Linked DNA regions of Rattus norvegicus: region 1 is linked to region 2. A link is a contact called in public HiChIP or PLAC-seq data. All regions are on one chromosome and are shown on one strand. Each heading gives the region's core, a stretch centred on a gene start, on an enhancer-like site or on the middle of the called end of the contact. The rest is flanking DNA. Distances are from core to core; before and after follow the strand shown. Region 1 holds the start of Pja2 (praja ring finger ubiquitin ligase 2). Region 2 holds the start of Fer (FER tyrosine kinase).

Region 1 (4,994 bases), core at 191-2,690, 490 kb before region 2:
ACATGATTCACAGACAGGGTATGAAAATGAATGAAATTTGAAAAATCCTGTGCCTGCCAACCTGTTAGTGCGGTCAACTGGACCAATCTTCAAGACTCTAAAGAAAAATTAGAGGAAAGTAATTAAAATATACTTTCTCTTTCAAGAGAGGTGTTTACCTAAAAGACAGAGTTGTTGCTGTTGTTGTTGTTGTTGTTGTTATTGTACAATGTATGCTAAGGGGTATTCTGGGAATTAAACTTGGCTTCACAAATGTCGAGCAAATTTTCGTAGGCTAGTATTGTATGGGAAATTTTGAATACTTTCTTTACATCAATGATAGAAAAGGTAGTTCCAGTTCACTGGTGGACTTTACAGTTAAAGGACATCACAAGAAGTGAGGCTCTTAATTCAGGGAGGGGGGGCAACGTGATAAATATATCTTGAGCTTTTGGGCTCTAGGTGCTGGAGCTGCGGGTGGGGGCGGGGAGTAAGAGAAGAGAACAGGACTGTAATCAGAGAAGCAGGACGGCTTCAGGATGAGAAAAGAGGACATGTGCATCACTGACATAACGAACCTAAACTGTGACTGGGTTAAATTAAGCAAGGTGTCCAGGGACTCCAGCTGTTGTATTTATTTTGGTTGCAAGCGACGAGAGCTGTTACCTCTCAGCCTGACACTCGATACAGCTTAGCTGTCAGCTGCTAAACTTTGGTCGGGCAAAATCTCCATCTCACCTATAGCTCCCCCATCCAAACAGAACCAGAGAGCAGGGTGAAGGTCTGACCAGTGGCGGGCGGGAACTACACACCAGGGAGAATCGAGAGCAAACGAGCTCTTCCTCCGGTACGTTTCTTTCCCCGTTGCTATCGGAACTGCAACTGGTTTGGGGGTTTTCTTTTCTTGCATTTAAATTGCAGATATTGCGTAGCTTCTCACTGCCTTGGGAACGAACCTAGCACCTCCATTTTGCGGGGGGCTGCGGGAAAGTAACTGCGCCAGTCCTGCGCTCTGCTCTCCACACCCCCTTCCCTACAGGAGACCCCGCCCTTTTCTCCCAGCCAAACCACAAAAGGTCTGACAGCCGCTCGGGCCTCCGCGCCCCGCCCCCGCCCAAACGTCGCAGTGCTGCAGGGGCGGACGCAGGGCCGGACAGAGGGCGGGGCCGAGCGCGTCTCCCCGCTCCTCGGCCAATCCGCGAAGGGCCTGGGAGGGAGCCTGCGGAGCCAAGCAGAGAGACAGCCCGAGTTATTTTCCCTTTTTCTGCCACGTCCAACCATGACGTAAACCTACTTCTCGGACAGCGATTGGATACGTACCTTTCCCCTGCAGAGGGCCGTGAAGTCTATTGGCTGCGCTCCGAGAGGGCGGGGCTGAGGCTCTCACTTCCTCCGCCTCCTTCGCGGCGCAAGGGGCGGGACGCGCCGCCGCCGCCACCGCCTCTGCTTCCGCCGCCGCCGCCGCCGCTGCAGCCGCTGCGCGTTCGGCGGGGGAGGAGTCGGAGGCGGAGAAGAAGGCGGTGGTGGCGGGTGGAGGATCGAGCGCTGTTCTCGCTCTGGAGCCGCTGCACATCTCGGTGAGGGGATTTTTTTTCTCTCTCCATGTCAGAGGGGATCTGGGTGAGGGAGCCGCTGCCCCGGCGCCTCGGCTTCGGGGGTCCACCGAGGAACCGGTCGGGCCGCAGCCGGCCATGGTGGGTGGGGTTGGCGACTGAGAGGCCTCTGGCCTCCGGGGCCTCGTCCAGCCCACCCGGAGCCGCGCTCTAGCCCGAGCCGCCGCGCCCGCCGCCCGCTCGCTCCCGCCAGCCGTCTGCCGTCCTTGGTACCCCGGCCAAGGACCCGGTGGCTTGCCCCTCGCGGCCCGGCAGTGCCGCCCACCCTCAGGCCCGCCGGGGAGGACCGTGGCGCACTAGGCCTGCGGGGCCCCTGCCGGGTACGGCACGCCTTCCACCCCTGCCCCCCGTATTTGCGTCCTTCCCGATTGTCACCGAGGCCCAGGCACCCTGTCAGGCAGGGCCAGTAACCTAGCTCCTTCTCATTCAGCGTTAGGCCTGAGCAAGCCGGTCAGAGGCACCTTCAGGGCTGGCCCCCACTCCCCGCCCCCACTCCACCCCCACCCCACCCCCACCCCAAGATGCCTCCCGGTTAATCATGTTTTGCGCACATTCAAAATGGTGAGTTGAAAGCTGCCCAGACCAACTTGAAGAAAAGGTAAACAGCTTCTGATGGATGAAGAACCTGGAGGTTGCCCTCATCAGTTGTTAGAAATAATAATAATAATAATAATAATAATAATAATAATAATAATTTAAAAAATCGTATGTCTACATAGACAACTGCTTTGAGGCTCCTCGTTCTGTCAAGTATACGAGATTCTCTCTTTTTTTAAAGAGGCCTTGCTCTATTTTTAATCACGAAGTAGTTGCTTATAATTCTTTTAAGATGGCAGTCATCTTTGCCGAAGACTAACAGGTCATTGGATGACTATGTGAAGGGACATTAAAAATAACAGAAATAAACGTGACATGTTTGTGATTGTCTTCTGGATTTCATGTCGTTTTTATGTGGAATAACTTTATTCTTCTATTACAGACGTGCACCCCTCGGTGTAAAATTCAACAGTATAAATAAAGAAAGCAGTACTAAGTAAACACTAATATGTGAATACCTCCTTAAGTGCCCCACTAGTATTTAGGCTTGGTGGTCGCCTTTCAAAGTGCGTTCACAAATGCATCTTTAAAGACACGTTACGTGTACATGCAGAGTTGTCTGCTTCAGGAGTGGGAGTAAGGGTTTTACTGAGCACGTGTGTGCAGAGCTGGTTTCTTCCAATCAGGTATCTTGGACATAGTCCCTTGTTTTATGTAGGCTGCCCTAATGCTTTTTCTAAGGGTACATCCTATGTCTTTAACTTGATGAACTTCAATTAAATATTCCTCCTGGAAGCCGTTTGAATGATTGCTGTTGAAAGTTACGCTTTATATAAAGGTAACTAACTCATTCATTGATGCTGAATTGTAAGCTTTAAATCCTTTATTGTAGAGCATTTCACGGTGTGGAAGACTGTGATGTAAAAAGAGCAACTCCCACTTTCCCTTCGAATATATTGCCTCCATCCCAAGACTCAGACAGTGTTTTAATAAGGGGAAAAACTGATCCTTCTGGAGCACAGACCATAGAAGTAGAGGTTCAGAGGTAAAGGGTATGAGTATTTAAACTTGATAGCTGTCTAACCCTCATTACTCTTTTGAAAGATATTTTGACTGTTTCCTGAGTGTTTCTTCTAGGTCATCTTCAGACCACTTATGAGTTAAAATTTAAAAACCCTATTTTGAATAATGTTACGAATAAGTTCTTAGAACTGTTTTATAGTCTTAAGGCCCTCCAAAAACCTCACCATCTTTTCATATTTCACATATGAAATGTATAATGGCATTCCTTTTCAATATTTCCAGCTCCTTTATGGTTGTATTGCTGTAGTAGATGAAAACTTTAACTTTTATTTCCTGTCTCTGGCAATAAAAACAGCTTTCCGTCCCCCCCCCCCCCCCCGTTTTTTTTTTCATGGAGCTAATATTTTTGTTTAGTTGACAATTATATGAAAGTATTTTTTTGTTTCCTTTCCAGTTTTTATAACATTCTGTTCACTGCATTGTCCATTACGTGCTACATATTGTTGAATTGTAGGGCTAATAGTTAAAATATGTTAGTTTTCTTTAAGGTGAATGCCTCTGAGGCTGGCTGGCATTAAATACGATTTTTCACAAAGCTTTCTAATAGTCAATATTAAAAGTTAAAAATATGTCCTATTTTTAGCTTGCCAAGATGATGTTATTGTTTTCATTTTTAAAAACATTTAGCGAGTGTGTGTGTGCACATGTGTGTTGCTACAGCATGCTCATGGTGATGAGAGGACAGTGTGTGGGAGTTGATTCTTCTGTCTGGGTTTCTGCAGGTTGCATATTGTCAGGCTTTGTGGCAAGCACCTGACCTGTGCACCGCCTCACTGCCTCCTGTTGCTTCAAAAAGGTATTGGAGGTTAAGGTCTTTCTTTTTTTTTCTCTCTCTTTCTTCCTTTCTTTCTTTCTTTCTTTCTTTCTTTCTTTCTTTCTTTCTCTCTTTCTTTCTTTCTTTCTCTCTCTCTCTCTCTTTCTTTCTTTCTTTCTGACATCTTTTCAACTTTATATGTGGTTCTATTTGGGTGTTACTAGTAGTTTTTATATACTGGTTCCTTAAAAGAGACTATCTTTTTAAAAATCAACTTTTTAAAATTAGAGAGTGAGTTCTAATTGCTGAAATGTACTTAAGATGTGCTTCTTACTGTGTTCTCAGAAAAGCACACTTTTATGCCATTATGTATATATAGATATGCAGAATATATAACACAGTGAGGGTAGTATTTTCATTTCTTTGAAAACTTATGTTCTTTTGAGGTCAACCAGACTTTGACCCTGAGCCCCGGGAAACTACATCTTTCTTACATCATTACATTGGTTTCCCTTTGCCTACTGTTTCATATAAATGTAATTATTTCTTTTGTATCTTTCATTTCCCAGCATCATGTTTTTGAAGACCATTTGTGTTTGTGTGTGTGTTTGTGTGTGTGTGTGTGTGTGTGTGTGTGTGTAAAACTAGCTTATTTCCGTTTTTTGTGAAGTAGCATGATAATTTACTGCTGTTATATTCATTTAATTAATTATGAATATTTGGGTTGTCACTGATTTGGGGTTATTAATAAAGGTGCTGTGAACATTTATTGTGAATTAAAACTTTTTTTAACCTGAAAAATCTAGACGTGGTATTTCTTGACTTACATAGAAAGTTTAATCACTGTCCCATGTCACTTGTCTGCCAGTGACATACACCAGTTTGGTTTATCCACATGCTTACACACTTCCAGCATGTATAGCACACTGGTCTTTATTACTGTCGTTCACTTGTTTATTTTCTTGGTCTTTTTGAAAAGAAATCTGTTTTGTAGCTGAGACTGTAATGAACTCAAATGGTGTAGTCCA
Region 2 (4,728 bases), core at 1,499-3,998:
TTACTGGTGACTTTTGTTCTCTGTATTTTCTCAATTGATTCTGAAGAACTCAACCTAAGTATCTAAATGAAAACGGGAATAAAAGAGGTCAGAAAGAGGGGAGAGGTAGGTAAAGTGGAGCTCTGGTGAAACCCTAAGGGGCAGCTCGGCATCTCCAAGTTAGCTCATGCCACTACCAAGCCCTAAAGCTTCCCTTTCATTGACCCATTCATTCCCTTTCATGTCTCAATGGAACAACAGGTGGACTACAGTAAGGACGCCTAAGGCAATGCAAATCTGTCTTATTCATCTGTAAATTCTGAAACGTATTTCTCAAATATATAAGAAATTAGTACATAAAGATAGGTATAAAATCTTTCTGAAATTGAAAAGGACACAAATATTGATGAAAGGTGTAATACTTTCCTAATAGAAAATACACAATATACAATTATTATGCATGTGAATTAATGTCATTTCCACTTTTATTCCTTTATTAGAAACTGAAGCTCTGCATTAAGATATTCCTTTATTAATACTATGAGACAACAATGAAGATAGCTTTAAGTCCTATTGAAACACTAGTAAACAAAGACCAGGACATGGTTCTAAATTAGTTGGCATTTTTTTAAGTTCACATTTGCAAACTCTTTTTCCACCACAAAACACATTGTTGCAAACAGTATGTATAAGTGATCTAGCTTATTCAGAACCCTTCATGACTACTGGTCACCCATTCACCTTCCCTCCAAAACTCATGCAGCATGGTGCAAACCTACCATCTAGTAACACAAACCCAAGCTTAAACAGGACTTTCCTTTTCTATGGCAAGTTTGTGCACTATCTTTCCTGGAGCTACCAGAATGCAATTCACAAATCTGGGCCTGAGAGACAAAGATACCGTCTTCCAAGTGGCTCACACACAGAACCACAAGGAGTAATGCCGTGTAACTAAGTTTCGATCATTTCAGTTCCTTGTTAATATTTACTACAGAAAAGGAATGTCAAAGATATTGCTGCCACAGAAATAACACGTACAGCTCATTCTGTGTAAATTGAAATTCTACTTGATGCAGCGAAAAAGAGCCGCTGTTCTGAAATGCTCACAGGAAAGCAGGAGTCACACGGCAACTAAGAATGATATCCAAGAATCCTGTCTACAAAAGCCCAGATTCCTTCTCCCACACTAATGACTTCAACCTTTGAAGCTGAGCAGAAGCTGCATTAACAGGACACTACATCATCTTAGCCAGTGTGTATTAATACTGTCAATGCAGAAAAGAAACAGATCCACGCCAAAGGTCTTTTAAGGAAGAGAACCGAAAGTGTTTCCAAGAATGCCTATGTACCGTCTTACAACATCCCCAGGACCTTTGAAAGCCCTCAACTCTGGGGCTATCGGAAAATCTTCTTGGCTGTAAAAGGGACACTCAACCTTTTACATCCTCTGGCACTTCCACGGGCCCCTATAAAGCTTACACGGGCGAGTATACAAATAGTCCCTACACCGCACTATGTATTTTGCAATACTTTTTCTTTAAGCCTGTTCTCATTTCACAGATGGATTGGCAGAGTATTTTTTAGACGTTAACCACTAAAATAGCATTGGCCTTATCTCCAGATTCTTTTACATCAGACTTTTATATACTGTTGTGTGACTTCAGGTTGAAGTTTTCTTCTTAAGGTGCCTGAAAACTCCTGTACAAGAGTAGCATATGTTAGAGCGATAGTGAGACCACGGTAAATATACACAGCTTCTTCGGAAGTCAAAGCATCAAAAGCTTCATTGCTCTTACATCATAAGATTAATGGAAACGAAAGTCTGCCCTAAGAAATTGAGATTGCAATGTTATTCCCAAGAAAATCACAAATGTACAGAGTTCAAATCGACCGCCTCATGGAAACTTAATGGATGGAAGGCGCCCTAGCCCTTACCAAAACTAATTACAATGAACTCCTTTCGGAGAGCTGGTCCTAAGAGGAGTCCAAGGAAGACACAGAAGTGCCTCCAAATACCTCAGACCCCAAAAAAGTCCTTAGGGCAAAAATCGCCTCTGACAAGTCCAGATGCCTCCAGAAGTCTCTGTGGACCAGATTCCTAAAAGGCTGCCCTGAACCAGAGAAGCAATGGGACTTGAAGCTGAAGGCAAGGCGACACAGGGTTAGCGGGTCCTGATGGAAAGGGGCTACGGGAACACCCAGAGCTGGGTGCCCCAAGAGAGGGCGGCGACGGGTGAGGAGACCCGAAGGGGCGTGGGCACCATGGGTGCGCGGCCGAGGAGCTCAAGAAGGAAAGGGGAGCGGGCTCCCAGCGCAGCAGCCCCCAACCCCGCCCCACGCCCCGAAGACCCGCGACGGGGCGGGGCCAGGCGCCCGCCACGGCCGGCACCGCCCCCTCAGCCTCCGGGTCCCGGCGGGTGGGAGGGGCGGACCTGGCGGGCCGGGTGAGCAGCGGGACCCAAGCCCAACCCCGAACGTTCCGAGGCGGGCAGGATGGGGCGAGTGACCCTGCAGCCTCGGGTGGGGACAGAGCTAGCTGAGGGCGGAGGAAGAGCCTCCGCGCAGCCCGCGCCCGCTGGGCCAAAGCCCGGCGCCCCCCTACGGGCGGAGACGGTTGCCCCCGCGCTGCGCTCGCCTTCCGGCCTCCTTCCCACCTCCAGGGGCGTTGCCCCGGGCAACAGTGCCTACGGACGGCGGCGTGAAACGCACCTACCTAGAACCTGACAAGCAGGAGCCCCTCAGACCCGGGAGCCAGTCGCCACCCGGCGTCACGGGGACTGCTTCAGCCAATAGACGCCGCCGTCGCGAGTCCCGACGGCCAATCCCGCTACACTCCGGTCTCCGGGCACCCGGAGAGCTCAGCCAATGAACATGAGCGGAGGGCGGGCGCTGCCGCCGGCCCCAACCCCCCTCTTCTAATACCTCCCAGGAGGCGGGCGCGGCCCATTGGCCCGGACCCGCGAGGGGCGGAGCTTAGCGGGTGGGCGGGGGCTGGAGTTGCGGGCCTGAGGAGGCGTGGGCCGTGGCCGCCTCCCTGCGGGCTGGTCCCGGTTGAAGCCAGCTCTTAGAGGTCTCGTTCCTAGAGGATCACGCTTCTCCGAACTTGGCCGTCGGCCTGCGCGGTGAGATGGGTGCGGGGACTAAAGGGGGCCTGACAGGAAACTGCGGGGCCGAAGCCGGGAAATGGCTTGTCCGGGTGATAAGCTGAGGCCGCCCAGAAGGGTCAGCCCCGCGGCTGGGCCGGAAAGGAGGCGTGACGAAACGTGGAGCGCCCGCGGGGGACTGCGAGCGCTGGCTCTCCTCCCCACCCCGAGCAGGCTGTGCAGCGGACTCTACCTTCCCGCGCTCTGCTGGCGTGTGCTGTAACGTGGGTTCCTTTAAATGGGCTTTGCGTTTCTGCGGCGATCTCAGAACTGCCTCGCCCGCCCCTGGGCCCCGCAGCGTCAGGCGCTAAGGATCTGCCACCCTCTGGAAACAGGAGGATGCTCTGTAAAGTGTGCCGCGAGTCCTGAGAGCGGTCCCCTCGAAAGTACTTACCTCTAGGAAAGTCTAGAAAGCGAGGAGCCAAACTGATTTGCTCTTCCAGTGAGGGCTGTTTTTTCCGAAGCGCTTCTTGCCAGTTGGGTACAAAATGAGTAAGGTGGACCCGAACAGACCTTAGTAGGTGATCTGGAGCTCTGTGATAGGTGTTAGTCGTCAGGGAGGTCACTCCCGTATGGCTGTAGCGCGCTTTTTAAGCCATTGTGTCTTGTACGTGAGCTCAGCCACATTCACATTCAGTCGCCTACAACAAGACTAACAACTCCATTTTCATTCCCACCCTTAAAACCTTTGAGTTAGATTAGATCCAAAGAAGGATTAATACTTTTTTTTAAAAATTCTAAGTGGTTATTCACTTAAGTCAGTTTCAAAGCCCAAGAAACCAAAACATACTTTAAGGACACACAAATGTCTTACTGTTGAAAATTGATGAGGTTCTCTCCCCTTCTGTTTCTCAGAAAACAATTATTAAGTACTCTTGTCAGATTTATGGTCCAGGAATATCTTTCTCAAGAACTTGGAATGCGCAGGAGTTGTGAATCATTGTTAGAGCATTTGAAACCCTAGTTGAACCTCTGCAAGGCTATGGGAAGGCGCTAACAAACCTGGGAACCAGTATCTTTCAAAGTTCACGGATAGTAGAGGAAATAGCCACCTTATCTCCCAGTTTCTGTGAAATTCTAGAACTACCTCAGGCCTAAGGATCGTGTTTTCTCTTAAAATATAGTAGCTAACTCTGTTGGCCACCCAAGCAAGTCTACCACAGATGTGATAAACAGAGCCAAGTTCTCTCACCTGAGGACTAGTTGTTCAATATGAAAATCTAAATACAGTTGTATCTGCTCATCTACAGAAAAGGGTGGAATTCATGTCTTTGCAGTCTCTGGTAATGTCTGTGCATTCTATTTTAATGTCTATTTAACAATAAAGATGCCTGACTTCTCTAACATTACCTTATCAAGGAACTCCAAACCTCATTTTTAATAGAATCAAAAATGATATTTTTTTTGTATTTTAGAGTTCTGTAGTTACTTGCATAAACAGTCTCTCAAATGCAAGTTACTTTTCTATAAGCAGTGTTATATGCATCAATACATACAATGTGAGTGAAATAAATAAATGTTTGTGCTTGTATTAAGTGGTTTGAATAATTATTATCATTCTATTCCCACTTAGTCATTCAAGAAACATAAGGTGTCCACCATATGT

Evidence for each region. HiChIP or PLAC-seq counts read pairs in DNA pulled down with a chosen protein or histone mark.
Region 1: an H3K27ac HiChIP or PLAC-seq map of oligodendrocytes shows a contact between it and region 2, with 13 times the contacts expected there. The contact joins the promoter of Pja2 here to the promoter of Fer in region 2. A contact is called at or near these places in 1 of 12 Hi-C or Micro-C datasets (frontal cortex) and 1 of 1 datasets of contacts at active chromatin or transcription factors (oligodendrocytes).

What each region holds. Positions count from the first base shown.
Region 1 is chr9:111,450,149-111,455,142 of GRCr8, reverse strand. It overlaps Pja2 (praja ring finger ubiquitin ligase 2), which reads left to right and starts at 1,440. Exons shown (of 10, transcript NM_138896.2): 1 at 1,440-1,556.
Region 2 is chr9:110,965,483-110,970,210 of GRCr8, reverse strand. Fer (FER tyrosine kinase) reads right to left here and starts at 2,748. Exons shown (of 19, transcript NM_001395758.1): 1 at 2,693-2,748.